Linked DNA regions of Sus scrofa: all the other regions are linked to region 1. Evidence: chromatin contacts called from public Hi-C data. All regions are on one chromosome and are shown on one strand. The core of a region is the stretch at or near the end of the contact, and the rest is flanking DNA. Distances in the headings are between cores, read along the strand shown.

Region 1 (3,768 bases), core at 386-2,885:
AAGGGCTGTCTGCCAGACTCAATGACCCCTCAATGACTCCGCACTTTGGGATGGCTAGGTCTCTCTCACTTTCCAGAGAACATGTGCTTGGGGTGGACATTTATTTTAACACTACCCTGAACTAAAAAGAATTGTAAAGGTCATTCTTCCCTGACCTCCAATCCTATCACAACACTCAGAAAACATTTCCTAACCAAGCACTAGCGACTTTTATATTACCTCTTGTTTGGAGTTGGCCACACCACTCCTCATGTCTGTTAGGGCAAATCAAGGAAATTAAGAGGAGGATGCTAATAAGGAAAATACCTGAAATTAACTGAAAATAAACTTGTCTTATCACCCTCCCTTCAATACTGTCAGGTGTATAGTCCCTTCCTGTCCTCCAACCCCTCTGCCCTGATCTAACCAGAGCAAACGATGGAGGCTACAGAGTCAAATCCCTGCCCTGCTATGTCAGCTGCCCCTTCGAGAGCCAAGGGGCAAACATAATTTCACACGGCAACAATCTTATAGGAGAGATGCCATGTACTTTTTCTGTATCTGTGTGAGAAGCAACCATGCTCCTATGCCCGATCTCTGGATCAGGCAGGTGTCCTTGAATTTCACACACACACACACACACACGTTCTACTCTGCAGTACACCCGTGTCTTACAGAAGACATCTGCCTCCAGCTATCTGTAATTACTTTTACCTGTTCCAAAGATATTTATGGATGTGAGCAAGATAAATATTCGCTTTCTGCCCCTGCGTGGTGGTTTTTCGCAGGATGATAACACGACCAGACCACAGAGGGGAGGGGCAGCGAGCTGTCTATAAGGCTACCCTTTTCAAGTCCAGCCACAGCACTGTAGGTCTTTTCTGAGGGGAATGTTGAAAGGATGTTCAAAACAAAGTGAGCGACACTCATTTGGAAGAATGCCAATTACTCCTTAAGCTCTGGAAGGACCCTCAGGGCCCAGAGCAGCCAGTCCACAAGGCTGGCCCCACTAACACGCCCAAACATCTGGTAATCTAGTGGTTTCAGAGTAAGTGGGAGCCCTGCTAGAATGTTGCCCCTGGGATGAATGCTATAGGACTGCCTTGTAACAAAGTCCTTTTGGTTCTATAATAACTAAATTCCTTGGATGGAATCCAAGACGGACCAGGCTTATACCAAATTAAACTCTGCAGCATGCGATGCTATAACAAACTTTCAATATATATTATATTTGCTATGAATTTCAGAAACCAAACAATAACAATAACTGTTTATATGGTAAATTTCAGCTTCTGCCGCCTCAAGCAACTCTGGGGTAGGTAGTAAGCTTTTCGATACAACAATCTGCTGGAAACAACATCTTTGAATAAAAAGACAAGCTAGTGTTGTTAACCACAGTCCGAAAAAAGGAGGAGCTCGCCAGGTTACCTGTAAGGGGTAAGATTGTTGAGAGGTGGAGGAGTATCACAGGTGTTGTATGTTTCCAAGACAGGTATGGGGAGAGAATTTCTGTCAAAAAGCTTCTGGTCCTGAACAGTAGAGCTTCGGAAGGCCTTTCGGGTGTTGATTCCTTGTAGTGACACTGAAAGAAGATGGGAGGCATTAGAAAATGGACGACAGGCTATTTGAGCAAACACTGAGTCACACCAGGCAGAGAGGCCTCAGCTGCTGCATTTCTTGGCTGCGGCTGTCTGCAGCCTGGTTTTTTTTCCCCTCTTCTGGGGAAGCCCCACAAGGCTGTCGGCAGCCCAGCCATTTCACGACTGAACAAAATGAGGCAACACAAAGGTTTACTATGTGGCCAGCTCTAGCAGACCTCTCCTTAGGAGGAATGAATCTTCCAAGTACTTTTATGGTAGCAAAATACGACGGGGGGGAAGGGGAATCTGAGACAGAGGGAATTGGGGGAATGGGAGAAAGGGAGTGTGTGGAGGTATGGTAGAGACACAAAGGTTTCTTTACACCACCTAGGCTTGTATCTTTTCAAAGAAGAACTCCATAGGTTTCTATGATTTCTCCCCTCACTTTTTTATAAATCAGGGGGAAAAAAAAATCGTAAGCAACTGCTCAGCAGAGCCTGCAAATGCTGAGCTCAGCTTCCTTACCTTCTTCTTCCTTGGGATCCAGCTGAGTGACTTTAACTTGTAGGCGGTCGACCCTCTCAGCAAGGGAGCTTACCCGAGAGGCAAAAGTATTTGCCTGAGTAAAGAGCTCTCCAAAAATGTCCTCGGCATATTTACCTGAGAGAGCAAAGAAACCAAGTCACTGGTGCATAAAAGTGACATAAATGGTCAGAAAAACTGGTTACTGAAGAATGTACTCCCCACCTCCCAAACACCATCCCCCACTCCCCTAAGATGGTTCAGGCTACATGCAGAGCTTGCCCTTGGAGACAGAAACATACCCTCCAGAGCCTGGGCAGTTTGCATGTGTTCTATAGCTAATAGAGTCTTCCTGGCAAACTCTGGCTGTTACAAAACTCAAGGCAGGCGGAATAAAATCAAAAGTTTAAAACAAAAAAACTAATCCTAGAAGCGTGGATAGTACACCTACACATTTGCCTATAGCCTTAGCCCTTTGCTGCTCTGTAAAAGCACCTTGTAAAAATGGTTCTGGAAAACAGATTGGGAGTTAAAAGGACCTTCTAGATGTTCACAATTAACATGAAAAATAAGAAATTACATCCTCAAGGGAGCCCCAAAAGTATGCTGAACAACCATGATGAGATACTGTATTTTGGGGAGGTCTTTAACTTAGTAACAACTCATAATAGAGACGTATAATTTCTTCTCAGGGGTTAAAAGGTTATTTCATGTTTTTATAACCTGTAACTTTGAAAGTCTTTGCTTTAGGTTATAATCCTTCAAATCTACATCTCAGGGAACAAGTGGAAAGCTGAAACATTCAAGCTCTCCCTGAAAAACAACATACCAGTGGTCTCTTTCCACAATGTCTTGTTTTTTTGAAAAAGAAAAGAGTTCTGTACTTTCAACCCTGGAATGCAAGGAGAATCTGCAGCCAAAGAAACATAACAGCAATCTGACACTACCTCCATATTGTCATTCCAAGCCACAGAGCACATTCTTGCTAGGAATGAGAAGTGGTGCATACGAATAAATACACCATCTGAGTATCTTACTTGCAAGGTGAACGCAGGCATATGTGACTATGTCCAACCAAAAGATCATTTCTCTGACAACTATTCAAAGGAGGCTTTGATTTTTCAGCTTCAAAACTACATTTATGCTTAGTCTACACTTGAAAGGAAAAAAATTAGTCCAAAAGGCCAAAACTGCATTTTCTGGGTGAACTGTAGCTCACTTACCTTTCTAGTGTAACCTAGAGAGGAAGGATAAGACAATCAACAGCATATTTTGAATTGCTAGTAAACTTAATCAATAAGAAGTTTCTAATCAAAGAAGCAAGTCTTTGCATACCGAATGGTTTTGTGATCTCAGCAACCACGGGAAGCTCAACCCAAAGGACTCAAATTGGCTAACAGGCTGCATTTCTTTTCTTTTCTTATTCAGCCGCACCCATGGCATATGGAAGTTCTTGGGCCAGGGATCAAATCTGAGCTGGAGATGTGACCTATACCACAGCTGCAGCAACGCCAGATTCTTAACCCACTGCACCGGGCCAGGGATCAAACCAGCGCCTCCACAGAGACAACCTGAATCATTAACCCGCTGCACTACAGCGGGAACTCCCATGAGCTGCATTTCTACTCTGCAGGTTGAGGATGATATGCCTAAGTTCCTATAAAAATCATACTGTATTGATTCACAG
Region 2 (3,768 bases), core at 875-3,374, 220 kb after region 1:
GGCAGGAAGATAGGAGACAGCAGGGCAGGTTTGAACTTGGGTCTGTAGGACTCCAGAGGGGCATTCCTTTTTTTTTTCTTTGTTTTTTTTCTTTTTAATAGCCTCACCTGCGTTATATGGAGGTTCCCAGGCTAGGAGGTCAAATCAGAACTACAGCCGCCAGCTTACGCCTCAGCCACAGCCACCCCAGATCTGAGCCACGTCTGCAACCTACACCACAGCTTGAGGCAATGCCCAGATCCTTAACCCACTGAGTGGGCCCAGGGATCAAACCCGCATCCCCGTGGACACTATGTCAGGTTCTTAACCTGCTGAGCCACAATGGGAACTCCCAGAGGGAAATTCTTAACTACTTTGCCCCATTGCCTTACTGAAAACCCAGCCTCATCTGTGCTAGAGTATATTGACTAGAAGGGTAGGGCCCTTGACCTCACTGCGTTGTACTTGACCTCACTGTTAAAGAGGGTTCAGGTCCCTCTCTCCCAGGTCTGCATGACAGGGACAGACTGATATTATCAAGGGTCCCCCAGGAAAAGAACAAGTGGTCCAGTTGCTCTTTTCCATGAAGTTTGGGGAATATGAAGGGACAGGTTGAAGGGAGGGGACTGACCTCAGGTTCAGGTCTACCACATACATTGAGCACCTACTGTGTGCCAGGCCTGTGCCAGGTGCTGGGGAGGGGAGATGAATTAGATGTAGTGCCTTCCCGAAGGAGCTGAGGGATTCACATTTCTGCCTCTGGGATATCAACTTTATAGAAAAGCTGGGGTGCAATTACTAGGCATGGAGAGAGTGCTGCTTGAGACCCCGCATCCTCTGAGGGCAGAAGGAGCCTCTCTGCCCCACCGTGGATGGCCCTAAGTGAGGCAGGACTCGGCTGAGGTCCTATGGTGATGGTCAGGGCAGGGGACACAGCTCAGCTTCCCTTCTTGGACCCAAGCTGTGGAGACAGTGGTCGAGGTGCCGATGGTGCCTCCACCATCCGTGCTCCGCTTCCACAAACAGCACTTCTCTGGGGACCTGCAGCAAGTCAGCCGAGGCACACAACTGCCATCTGGACCCGGGGGCAGGAACAAAAGCAGGATGGAGCCTCTTACCCACCTCCACCTCCCACATTTGTCGTCAAAGAAGAAATTCTGGATTACAAGTGGGACTAGGGGGCAGTGGGCCTGAGGACAGCTGGCTTGGGCCTTTTGTGACCAGCTTTTGTGGCTCACACGCAGCCCATCCCCGGTGCAGACTCCCTGGGAAACTGGCATTGAGGCTGGCGCACCCTTTACAGACCAGAACCACAGCACGAGTCTCACTCTCTCTCCACTAGGACTAGAACCAGGCTGATGTTACCGCCAAATGACTTCCAGGGCCTCTTTGCCCTTCCCCCGCCAAGGTCCTGGCCCTCTGCTTCACTGGCCAGGCCTCCCAAAGCTCAGGTCCTACCAGGGGCTTGGGTAGGCCTTCTCTTCCCCCTCAGAAGGCGTGCAGGCTCCAGAGGCAAACTGTCCACGCTGCCCCCAGAATTGTCTAAGGGCAGGGAGGCTGTGCCATGTCCCCTCAAAGCTGCCATTACACGCTTTCCCCAAAGCAAAGACCTGGCCTTATATTCTCCATCTGAGGGAGGCTACTTGAGTGCTTCTTCAGAGAACAGAGAGCTGGCTTCTCCATCTCTGCCTAATCAGAGAAGTAGCTGGAAGCTTCTATCACCAAGAATAGGCCCCCTGTGAAATGGAGCCTGAGCGTTCATGCTGGGACGGGGTGTGGGGGGGAGGCAGGAGGAGGAGGGGATCTCTGAGCTGGGTTATGCGCGTCCTTAAGGACATTCGAGGCCTGGAGCACCAAACACACCAAGGCCCAGAGACCAGATCAGCTGGTTGTGCTCCAGGAGGTATGATGCGCTTTAGGGGGAAAGCGGGGTCGGGAGTGTGGAGGAGGCAGACCAGAGCCAGATCTCGTTGGGCTTCTCATAGCAAAGGCGACTCCCAGCAGGACAGAGTGTTTTCTGAGAGAAGTTTATTCTGTTTTGCTTGGTTTTGTTTTTTGACCTAGATCATTGCCAAGTATGACAGAGGAAGCTCAACCACAGCTGGAAAAAGGAGGAGGAGCACGGGGAGGGAGGGGCTTCCAGGGAGCCGCTGGCTACTGCTCATCCTCTGTCTTCTCCCCTCTGCTTTCGAGTTGCTTGCTGACAGTATAGCCCAGAAAGGCCCCAACTTTGCCCATGAGGGCACTGCCACCGCCAGCCCCTGTAAAACAAATGCAGCCAGGTCACTTGGGGTCCAGGCACCAGGCCTGAGAATCCAAGGGTCTGGAAATATTAAGTTCAAACTTTTCATTTCCAGATAGAGAAAGAGAGGCCCTAGAGGGGAGAAGCCTTCTGCAAAGGGAGTCCTACTCCTCACCGCTGAACCCCTGCCCCCACTAACTTGCCTTCTCAAATCAGAGCTGCTTTTTTATTTTTATTTTTTATTTATTTTTTTGTCTTTTTGCTTTTTCCAGGGCCTCTCCAGCAGCATATAGAGGTTCCCAGGCTAGGGGTCTAATCGGAGCTGTAGTTGCCAGCCTATGCCAGAGCCACAGCAATGTGGGATCCGAGCCACATTTGCAACCTACACTCCAGCTCACAGCAATGCCGGATCCTTAACCCACTGAGCAAGGCCAGGGATCGAACCTACAACCTCATGGTTCCTAGTTGGATTTGTTAACCACTGTGCCGCGATGGGAACTCCTTTTTAGAGATGAAAAAGACACAGAGTTCCCAGCGGCTCAGCAGGTTGAGGACCCAACATGTGGCTGTGAGGATGAGGGTTCATTCCCTGACCTCGCTCAGTGGGTTAAGGATCTGGAGTTGCCTGCAGATGTGGCTCGGATCCAGAGGTGTGATGTAGGCCAGCAGCTGGGCTCCATTTTGACTCCTAGCCTGGGAATCTCCATACACTGCAGGTGCTGGAGGAAGGAAGGAAGAAAGAAGGAAGGAGGAAAGAAAGAAAAGAAGGAAAAAAATAAGAGCTCATTCTCTTCCTGTCCGCACTGCGTTATTAGCAATGCTAACAGCCTCCTTTATGGAGACCTCCCTGTGGGTGCTGGGGGGTTGCAAGCAAGATATTTCGTCCTTGTACCAACCCTGTGACATGTGAGAGGATAACTATCTCATAGCACAGGACTGTTTCTAGCTTGGCCTTCATCCTTCGCCTCCCACTGCTGACTCTGCCCTCTCTGAGAAGGGCTTTGTCTTCCTTTGGGGCTTATTCTTTGGGGTTTTGTGATTCAGAGAGAAGATGAAGCATTCAGAAAGGCAGAGGGGCAGTTTGGCAGGGGTAGTTTTTCTCTAAGATTTTGGAGGCCTCAGAGAGAGGGAGAGGGAGCAGGAGGGGGGAAATGAATGCATGTTTTCTGGAAGCACCATTCTGTGCTCTGTATCTGTCTCCTTCATGATGTTCAAGAAAATGCAAGACCAGACTTAGTGTGAGATTGAATTGGGTTGCTTCACCACATTTCTTTGCCACTCTGGGTCTCTGAGGTTGAGAAGATTCCTAAAATGTTAGCTTGAGGGAGTTCCCCTCGTGGCGCAGTGGTTAACGAATCCCACTAGGAACCATGAGGTTGTGGGTTCGATCCCTGGCCTTGCTCAGTGGGTTAAGGATCCGGCATTGCCGTGAGCTGTGGTATATGTCACAGACGATGCTCAGATCTGGCATTGCTGTGGCTGTGGCTAACAACTCCGATTAGACACCTAGCCTGGGAATCTCCATATGTTGCAGGAGCGGCGCTAGA
Region 3 (3,768 bases), core at 594-3,093, 170 kb after region 1:
GCAGGAGACTGGGGGGGTCAGGCTGCTGGGGAACCCCTCCAGCTCCCACCAGCCCTCATCCCCAGCCCCCAAACTCTGGGTTGCTGTCCCTTTTCCTGTAGAACAGGAAACAAGGTTATTTCCTAGACTCAGAGCCAGCCCCCTGCCCCTCTGGCTCTGCCGGGGGACCAGGACCCAGCAGGGGAAGGCGCCCTTAGCCAGAAAGCAGAGGGATTCAGCAATTCACCCTCTGCTACCGGCCCAGGGGGCTGACAGCTGTCACTCAGCACCCCACCCCCTGGGGAAGAGGGGGCCGATTCAATCAGAGCCTCAGAGGAAACGCATTGATAGGCGATTATTTATTTATTTATGCAAAAGTGAGCCGACTTTGTTCGCCAGGTAACCGGGCACGCGGCCCAACCCCTCCAGCCCCGGCCGCCCCCAAATCCCTCCTCCACCCCACACCCCCTCCGGGTCATTAGGTCCCCGCCCCTCAACTCCCAGAGCACCAACGGAACCTTGGGATTTGGGGGTTGGAGGGGAGGTGCTCCTCCCTCCGCAGTCTCCCCCTTTCCCAGCGCGGTTCCTAAAATCCAGCCTTGTTCTCCGCTCCCACGGTCCCCCCTTCATTCCCCCCCCCGCCCCATTCTCAGCAAGCTGGAGAGCAAATTGCAGTTTTAAATCCAAAGACGGAGGGAGGGGGAGGAGGAGGGGGCGCGCGGCAGCGCTGGGCGCGCACCTCGCCCCCGAGCCGGGGGAGCCGCGGGGCGGCCAGGAAACCCGAGAACCCCCCCTCCCTGCCCCCCCTTCTCGTCCACCTCCCCCTCCCCCTTCCCGGCGCTGCCTGCCAGGCTTCGAGCCGAGCCCAGCCGAGCCGCGGGCCCCGGTGGAAACAAAGACCGATCGCACCGCGGGCACCGCAGCCACGGGGTCCGGCGGACCGGACCGGGGCACGCAGAGGGGGCGCGGGGCCCCCCCGGTGCGCTGCACAAAAGAGCCCGGCCGGACGGTCCCCAGCGGGGGTCTAGGGTGGGGAGGAGGCGCCACTCACCGGAGTGCTGGTCTGCCGGCTCCGTGGGTCCGAGCCAGGCGAAGGGCTTTGGGGGGCGTCTGTCTTCCGGCGGCGGCGGCGACGCGGGCGCCCGGCTGCTGGGGAGAGGAGTCGTGGAGGAGCCCTGAGCCGCCCGCCGTTGCTGACAGCATGGCTCGCGCCTCGGCTCACATTCTCCGCCGCTAACTCCGCTGGACACGGCCCCCCGCTCCCGCGGCGCCCCCCACCTCGATCACTCCTTCGCTCTCTCTGCGCCCCCCTCGCTCCCCCCACCGTGCACACACTCTCACAGCCCTGGACACCCCCGCCCCCACTCCCCCAATTGCAAACCTGGGAGGGAACGCGCCCCGCGTAGTCCTCCTCCTGCTCCTGCTCCTCTCCTCCGCCCTCCTCCCTCCCGCTCTCTCCGGCTGTCTGTCTGTCTGTCTGACTGTCTCTATCTCTCGCTCCCTCTGCCTTTCTCTGCTCTCAGAGCTGGGTGGGAAAAGGAAATGAGGACAGAAAGCAGACGCTGGCTTTGGGTGGTGGTAGCTGGATTCCCTCTCTCCCTCCCTCCCCCTCCTCCCCTCCCTCCTCCTGCCTTCTGCTCTCTCCGCTGCGAGCGGGGCTGAGCGCAGCCTGGCGGGTGGCTCGCTCTGCCCGCCCGCCCGCCCGCCTGTCTGTCTGTCTGGTCTGCCTCGCTCGCTCGCTCCCTCCCTCCGTCTCTCGCCCTCGCCCTGCCTGCCTGCCTCTCTCCGTCTCCGCCGCCGCCGCCGCTGCCTCTGCGAGCTCGCCTTACCTTCGCCGCTCACCATCCGGAACCCCAGGGGGGAGCGCGCGCGCGGCACGCCGGGACTTGTAGTCCCCGCCTCGGCCGCTCGGCGCGCGAGGCGGGCGGGGCGGCGCCCGCTGCTCCGACGGCGCGGCCGGGACCCCAGAGGGACACAGCGCCTGGGCCCCTCCCGCGGGGGCATGTTCTCTTTTACCAAGGGCTGCTGGTCTTCCTCAATGGTTGGGAACATTTCCCGCGTGCCTCGTCCCCCGCAGGGGCTCTGGCTCGAGCGGAGGTTGCGGGCGGCAGCGAAGGGGCGGGGTCTGCGAATAGAATGAGCGTAGAATGGGGAATCGAGGGATTAGCTAAAGGGCCTGCGACTTTCTGGGGCGTCCCAATTAAATGGGAGGGGAAGAAGAGAGAGGAGAGGGCCAGCTCCCTGAATTTGGGGGCGTTCTTCCTTTCTGAAAAGATTTCCTATTGAGTCAAGCGCAAAGGTTTATGGCGAGAGACCTGCTTCAGAAACCTCAAAGCCCACCAGCATCTCCTCCTCAGTGACATGAACTCAAGTTCTGAGCTCTGGGTTTAGCGCCGCCCACCAAAGCCCAGTCTTTCTGGCAGTCCAAGGGCGGCAAGGGCACAAAAGTCCTGGATGATCCACAGAACACACATACACACACCAATCCACAGAACACACACACACACACACACACACACACACACACGCATGCACACACACACGGGCTTTGCCTCCCTAAATTCGACTGAGTTTTTTCCTTGTGTCAGGAAACAAAATTCAGATTCAACAGTTCAGAGCTCCTGCTGTGCCCAGGGGGCTGGACTCAGCACTTTCACCTACCTCCTCTTCAGGTCACATCTGTTATCCAGCCCCTGGCTCCTGGCCCCCTGCCTGGCCTATCCCCACAGATGGGAATGTGCACTGCCAGGGCCTGGTTACCAAGGGGAAGTAGCTGGACAGCTCAGGAAGAACTGCTGCTGCCATTTATTGCACACGGCAGGGCCCTTGAGTCCTGCAAAGACCTGGCAAAATGGTACTGTTATCATTTCCATTTTAGAGATGAGGGCACTGAAGAAGTGGGAGAGCCCAGCCAGACCAGGGTGTGTTTGATTGCAAAGCCCACTGCTTACCCTCTGGGCCATGGCAGGGAGCTGTGACTCCCCAGGTCTCCATCTGACCTTCTCTCTCAGTGCCTGTGTGTCCTCCTTTGGCACCTCAATTCAACCAATGTTAACTGAGGTGTGCAAGGCTCACAGGGGACAAGGATATGAATAATGCATGGTCACTGTCCTGTCCTCAGTGTCTACCAACACCGGCCCTGACTGGTCCTGTGCTGGTCCCATTTCTGCACTACACACACTTCATCTGTGTGTCTGACAGTCCTTTGCCCAGTGTCTGCTGGCTGTTTCTGTCTTGCCCCATGTCTGAAGTTCCTTCAGCAGTGCCTTTGTCCTTGGCCCACCTGTTTCTGACTCTTCCTTTGGCCCTGCAGGGTGATGCGAGGTGATGGCCAGTGTGTGACAAAGGCAGGTGGTGTCATTGTGCCAACTGCAGCTCCCTGCCACCACCTTCCCTTCACCTCCACACCTCCCAAGCCCCTCCTCTAGGACAGTCTGAAACTCTCAGAGGACAAAAGAGAACCTGGGGGACATTTTCTATTGGCCTTTTGCAGGAACAAGGGGGGGGGCACAGCAGCAATGGGAATGGTCTAGGACTCTACATAGAACACCGATTGATCTGGCTTTATGGGCCTGGCATGGCCAGCAGCAGAGGCCCCCACTTAGGAGCTGCTTCTCCTTGCAGGCAAGCCCTGGGTTCAAAGATTTCTTCATTGAATGGGAACAATCGTGAGGTCAGATATTAATGAAAGCAGTGGTTAAAGTCATTAGAGGCCCTTCGCAGCTCTAAAGCCTAAGTCTGAAGTTATCACAAGTAGATGAGGCTTTGGCATCTTGCCCCAGCTGGTCC

What was found. A called contact is a pair of places that touch in the nucleus more often than the background predicts.
Region 2: a Hi-C map of mesenteric adipose tissue shows a contact between it and region 1, with 1.8 times the contacts expected there. The contact joins two enhancer-like sites. A contact is called at or near these places in 5 of 47 Hi-C or Micro-C datasets (epiblast stem cells, fetal heart ventricle, mesenteric adipose tissue and 2 more) and 2 of 2 datasets of contacts at active chromatin or transcription factors (alveolar macrophages and skeletal muscle).
Region 3: a Hi-C map of epiblast stem cells shows a contact between it and region 1, with 2.3 times the contacts expected there. The contact joins the promoter of LOC110261122 here to the enhancer-like site in region 1. A contact is called at or near these places in 2 of 5 promoter capture datasets (fetal liver and liver), 14 of 47 Hi-C or Micro-C datasets (blood, embryonic fibroblasts, epiblast stem cells and 9 more) and 2 of 2 datasets of contacts at active chromatin or transcription factors (alveolar macrophages and skeletal muscle).

The regions. Positions count from the first base shown.
Region 1 is chr6:84,633,541-84,637,308 of Sscrofa11.1, forward strand. It overlaps WASF2 (WAS protein family member 2), which reads right to left. Exons shown (of 9, transcript NM_001258444.1): 3 at 2,085-2,219; 4 at 1,408-1,561. Among named protein-coding and RNA genes, the nearest start is that of GPR3, 25 kb to the left of the region's middle. Within about 2 kb of position 1,636, at least 35 of the 83 cell types and tissues checked have an H3K27ac peak or open chromatin away from gene starts, as enhancers often do. A contact at or near this core is called in epiblast stem cells, fetal skeletal muscle, mesenteric adipose tissue and 2 more, where this site is marked.
Region 2 is chr6:84,850,792-84,854,559 of Sscrofa11.1, forward strand. IFI6 (interferon alpha-inducible protein 6) reads right to left here. Exons shown (of 5, transcript XM_021095660.1): 5 at 1,991-2,240. The coding sequence ends at 2,134. Among named protein-coding and RNA genes, the nearest start is that of IFI6, 5.4 kb to the right of the region's middle. Within about 2 kb of position 2,125, at least 29 of the 83 cell types and tissues checked have an H3K27ac peak or open chromatin away from gene starts, as enhancers often do. A contact at or near this core is called in mesenteric adipose tissue, skeletal muscle and subcutaneous adipose tissue, where this site is marked.
Region 3 is chr6:84,800,664-84,804,431 of Sscrofa11.1, forward strand. LOC110261122 (ankyrin repeat domain-containing protein 34A-like) reads right to left here and starts at 1,844. Exons shown (of 4, transcript XM_021095643.1): 1 at 1,809-1,844; 2 at 1,031-1,128. The coding sequence starts at 1,824.